Regions from separate parts of the Gossypium hirsutum genome. Here region 2 is linked to region 1. The links are chromatin contacts, called in public Hi-C maps. All regions are on one chromosome and are shown on one strand. The core of a region is the stretch at or near the end of the contact, and the rest is flanking DNA. Distances in the headings are between cores, read along the strand shown. Region 1 holds the start of LOC107922177 (hippocampus abundant transcript-like protein 1). Region 2 holds the start of LOC107922395 (heterodimeric geranylgeranyl pyrophosphate synthase small subunit, chloroplastic).

What was found. Hi-C and Micro-C count contacts between places; a contact is called where the count stands out from the background.
Region 2: a Hi-C map of leaf shows a contact between it and region 1, with 1.6 times the contacts expected there. The contact joins the promoter of LOC107922395 here to the promoter of LOC107922177 in region 1. A contact is called at or near these places in 3 of 34 Hi-C or Micro-C datasets (hypocotyl and leaf).

Annotation. Positions count from the first base shown.
Region 1 is chrD01:56,065,372-56,068,456 of Gossypium_hirsutum_v2.1, reverse strand. It overlaps LOC107922177 (hippocampus abundant transcript-like protein 1), which reads right to left and starts at 1,436. Exons shown (of 14, transcript XM_016852068.2): 1 at 1,079-1,436; 2 at 49-160. The coding sequence starts at 1,246.
Region 2 is chrD01:56,210,518-56,213,317 of Gossypium_hirsutum_v2.1, reverse strand. It overlaps LOC107922395 (heterodimeric geranylgeranyl pyrophosphate synthase small subunit, chloroplastic), which reads left to right and starts at 1,537. Exons shown (of 2, transcript XM_016852414.2): 1 at 1,537-2,186. The coding sequence starts at 1,833.

The sequences.
Region 1 (3,085 bases), core at 187-2,686:
GCTGTGAAATCTATGTTCATATCATATATATTATATGTACATACATACCAAGGGGAATAATGGATAATGTCATAGGCAATGTAAGTAGAGCTTTTCTTCCATACTGATCCGATAGATTCCCAATAATTGGCATCATCAAGGCCGTCCCTAGTCCTATGATCTGCATCAATCTCAATTCAATTACCAACATCAAAATACTCGGAATCAAATCGATTCATGATTTTAGAAAGCTTTCTTTTGATAAAGGAAAATATTTGAACTCAAAAATCAGATATCATAATTAATAAGTCTTTTGCTACTATACCCGTGACTTAATTGAAACAAATTTAGACACAAATTATTGTACACTGTCCAAGTCAAATCCTAAGAAAAATGGGAGTAAGTAGTGGAATTTTATCAAAAAAAAAAAAGTTGAATTGGTACAAGAAGGCGACATGTTAAGACTGAATGACCACCCTTTTGTCTAAATTAGGACGTCGCCTTATTTCTATTACAGATTACGCAACAAAGGGGGGCCATAAAAGCTAATATCTTTTCTTTTTGTTCATCATAAAAGCTAATGTCTTGTCTGCAATATGAACCACATATGTATATCATCAAAAAGAAAAAGAAAAGGCTTCAAATGTCCAAAATGACATTGGAAGGATCTTAAGTATCAACTCCATGAAAACTACTCAAAACTGAAAGTCGGCCAATATGAAAAATAGGTAAGAAATGACAATTCAACCAAAGAAACTTGCTTGGTGTATACTTTTCCACATTTATTATCCGTATCATTAATTAATGGGTAAATTACACCAACAGCCACTCATAATTGAAAGTAGAGTGACTGAATTGAAAGCAGACATCAAAATTGGGTGACTGTTGGTGTAAATTACCCATAATTAATTTACTTAAGCAACTGAGGTGAAACTTTGGTTTAAGAAAAAAAAAACTACAGCTTGAAGAAAAAACATATTAAATCCAAATCAATCTCAGAAGAAAGCTATTTTATGAAATAAACTAAACTGTTGAAAAGAAGAGGAATGATAAGACATAGCAAAGCGACAGATGAAGAAAAAGAAGAAGAAGAAACTACAGCTTGTTGGAAACCAGAGAGGTAAATGGCGAGGGAGCATTCATCAGTGCCGGGGCAAAGGGAGAACATAGTAACATCGATGATGGCCGGAGCCACTATTATAGTTGAAAACCCTGACAGGAATACCGTGACAAAAAGATGGCTCAACGCTGTTAGCTTCTTCTCCATCTCTCTCTTTTTCTCTCTCTCTCCAACTCCTTAGGAAGCAACTGTTGTGTTAAACACTTCTCTCTAAAATAGTTAGCCACTAAGATAGAGGGACCAGCAATCGTACAGCTACCGTAAAATATATGGACCGCATTACCCCTATATTTATTTCTGACATAAGCATTACGTTTTTTTGTTTTGTTAATTTTGTTTCTCAACAATTTAGCAGAAGGCTAACTTCATACTTCTCTTATGTATTTAATGGGTGAAATAAATTAGCATCAAAGTGCAGATATGCTAATTTAATACAAAATTTCTCTGTTATTAGATTTTATAATTTTAATGCATCCATTTTTATTAATTTGTAACATAAAATCATAACAGTCTAAGAAAAGGGCTGAGAGAGGGCTTCGAGGGGGTTGCGTACTCCTTGATGAGAGAAATGTCAATTCTCCTAGTATTTGAGGGATGCGGACATTGGAAGTATAAGAGAGACATAAAATCTCATTGTGAAATTTGATTATTAAAATCTCTCTTTTTCATAGTGGATTCTTAGATTTCTCGAAAGTGAGCAGTGAAGAGAGTTTGTAGATTTTGAGTTCAGAGCCAAGTGTACTTTCCATTGGGGGTCTTGGGAGCTTCGCCAATACATGCACAACATGCCTTCTTGAGCTTTGAAGCACAAGATCAGTCTTGATCATAAACATTCTTTAGTTTACAAGTTTCTCTGATAAATCATGAAACATCTTATGAATAGTTGATATTTTTACTCCCGACAAGAATAAATCCATCATTAAGTTCCATCTTTCATCATCAATTTAATTCCATTTTTTTTTAATTTCTTCAATTAAGTCAAAATCCTTAATGAAAACTGTGCAATACCCGATCTTTTCAAACTGAATTTACTCCAAATGGATTGTTTGGTCTAGGGTTATGCATCATATAATATTAACTAGGGTTTAAAGAATAAACGTTTAACTCTCTCTTCTCTTCTAGTCTTCTTCTTGTTGCCCCTGCCTCTCCCACCTGTAAGTTATTTTCTATTTTTTTTCCCTAACATTTGGCACTTATAAATAATGCCTTTGATTTATAGTTAAAAATATTATATAAAAATAAATAGAAAAAATATAATGTTGTCTCAAATGAATATTTTAATTCTTTTGCATGCAAATGTTCATCTTCCTACCTTTACCTAAAGGGAGAGCATTCTTATGTTCGAGAAATGTTGATTTTTCTAATTAAGAAGCAGAGGTAAGAGTTATCTGAAAAATAAACTTGAAATCGATGTTGATAGAAGATTAAACACAAATCTTTTATTACTTCAACTATAGTTCATTAAGAGTATAGATATAAATATAGGATTTTTTTTTTGGTATTTTTCACATTTATTTTAGGTTCATGTTCGGGGTTTGTAGTTGCCTCTCTTAACAACATCATCTTTAAGGTTCAAATCATGTTCTCTCATTGAAAGTGTAACGTGTCTTATCAATGCACCCAATACTTGTTGGTATAAATATAAGATAATCGAAGATTGTTTTAAATGAGTTATTTAATAGTTTCTGAATTATAATTTTTAGGGTAGACTACATTATAGGGTCACCCAATTATCGCCCCTTTTTCAGTTTTTGTCACTCAGCTATATTAATTTCTTTTATTTGATCACCCAACCATTTTCCTTTTTTTTTTGTCATCCCACTATCACTTTTTTTTTTATTTGATGAGATTTTTTTTCCAATTTCAATAATTGCAATTAAATCTCTTGTGTATAGTTATAATCTATCTCAAATCTAAAATAAAAACTCAAAACAATAAAATTTATTTCAGTGAAAATTTTTATTCAAATAAATTGTTTCCTAAACT
Region 2 (2,800 bases), core at 288-2,787, 140 kb before region 1:
GGTTATTCACCATGTACGCGGATCCCTGCTAAGCATCCGTAGCTAAATGGTTAAAGCACCCAACTCATAATTGGCGAATTCGTAGATTCAATTCCTATTGGATGCACGCTAATGGGACCTTGCAATAAGTCTATTGGAATTGCTCTATATCAATGGAATCTCATAATCTATACATAACGAATTGGTGTGTTATATCCATACAGGTATTAAGAATGAAATTATTATTTAATTATTTAACTAAAGAAGTTAAAAATATTAATTAAAAATTAAAAAAGCTTAAAATAACATGAAATAGAAATGTACTAATGTGAGTGGGAGATGAATTGAACCTGATACTAAAAAATAAAATAACTAACATTTAACTATCCAACCAAACAAACTAATTATATTAAAAAAAAAAGTAAAAAATTGCTACTTAAAGGAAAAACGTGTCTAGTTGGGCGCGCTTTCCTACCAGCTGTACAGAAAGCGCACCCAATTGGATACGCTTTCACACACTCTCTCCAAAAATGACTAATTTCCTTAAATTTTCAAAAAATCAATCTATTTGACCAATAAACATTTTTTGGCATATATAGCTAATTTAACCATCAATTCACTTAACTTACTAAATCAACAAAAGACGCTAACTTATCCAATAAAAAATTAAATCGATTATAATGGAATCCTATTTATGCCGATAATAAACCCCAAAAAATTATAGTATGGGTCAATAAGAGTGAGCAAATCTTGATTCGACTTAAAAATTTTGATTTTTTTTTTCAAAATTCGAGTTAAAAGAATCGAGTTATTCGAGTAAACTTGAATTATTTTTTTGAATTTCAATTTCGAATCGAGTTTAATTTTTGAATTATTTACTTTTCACCTTTTACCCTTAAATAAAAAAATCATTCAAAAAAATCTCTAAATCTAAATAATAATTTTTATTTATATCTCTGTCAAATTTTTTAATTTATATATGCTATTTATATTATTAAATTAAATTTCATATTTTATACTATTTATATTATTGAATTGTTTAATCATATTAAATCTTTATAAATTTATATTAAAATTGAATTATTAATGATGCCATAAAATATTCATGTTAAAATTTTATGTTGGTATCAATTTCACATTTTATCTTTAAGATAACTTTTAATAAAAAAATTACATTTTTTATATTTAATGTATTTTTTAATTTCAAAATATATAGTGACAACAATCAGAAGATAATTGAAACAACTAAACAAGCAAAGATGCTAACTCATATATAAAAAAATTAATAAATAAATCATGAGGAGATGTAATTTAATAACAAATTTGATGACGGTGAGTAACAGTGGTTACAAATATTTAAATTTATTTTTTTTGATTTAACTCGAACAAATATATTCGATTTGAATTCTATCTCACTCGACTTGATTCGATTCGAGAAAATTTTAAATCTAGTTAAAATGATAAAATAATATTTGTCAACTCGATTACTTCAAAAATTTTTTATTCGAATCAACCGAACTCTCACTCTTATAGGTCGAAGATAAAATTGACATGGACATGATCCATTTTCTGGCGAAAGGCCCTTAAAATTGTAACGTGAAGATTATACATATTCGAAGAATGTGACTATCCTTCCAACTTCTGTACTCATTGTGAGTGCCTATTATTTTTTTCTTTTTCTTTGATCATAAACACTATCCTTTTGAGTTGCACTAATAAATGGCTTTAATGGAGGAAATGGCTTCGTATGTCATAGTTGAGACTGACCTAACAAAATAAGTTTAGTTCATATAAAGGGAAAAATTCTACAATCAATTTGTACTGGGAAAAGGAAAAAGAGAGAGAGAGAAAGGATGGTTTTCTCAACGGTGTTAACATCAGTTCCAAATCTCTACCTTACCAGGAAACCCAAGAATATTCACATCCAAATTCGATGCCTATCGTCACCATCTGTATCAATTTCAAGTCAATCAAATTTGACCCAATTCGATTTAAAGGCTTACTGGGCTACCCTTTATGCAGAAATCACTCAAAAGCTTGAAGAAGCAATCCCAGTGAAATACCCAGATCAGATCTATGAAGCTATGAGGTACTCTGTTCTTGCAAAGGGTGCTAAGCGAGCCCCTCCTGTTATGTGTGTGGCTGCCTATGAAATCTTTGGGGATAATCGACTCGCTGCTTTTCCTACTGCTTGTGCTCTTGAAATGGTTGCCTCCTCTTTTCCCATTTATCCAATTTCCTCTCTATTCACATGATTTGATCTGATTCTTCTTTAGTAACCACGCTTAGGTATCTGCTTTAAGGAATATGGTATAAAACTTTGGTTGGATTACTTTATTCTAGTGTTAATTCTATAAATTTTTAAGAATCTTCCCTTTATGAAGCTCTAGTAGCTGCAGCATGTAATATCAAGTATTGGTTACTTTCTTCATAGAGTTTAATTTTTAGAGAATCAAAAACTAGAATTAATGTTGATTATGAGAAAAGGTAACCTTTTCCCGAATGGTTTTTGGATTGTTTTTGAATGATTATATCAATGTTCAAATTAACATAAAATCTCAAATGGAATGAGAATATAACCCTGGTGCAGTATGCTTTTGAATTTGTGGTTCACTGAATTCAATCTTGGTTATAATTGATAAACAAATGGATCAGGATTTTATCATATTTATAACCAGAATCACTGTTTGACATTGAAGTAGGAAGAGTCATCTTTTTTCTGAAGATTGCTGGGATTATATTTGCGCAATATCATTTGCCTAAACTGAGTAAGAAACTTAATTCAGAAATACAAGAAAGACAATTCATTGCTTTGTTAGAA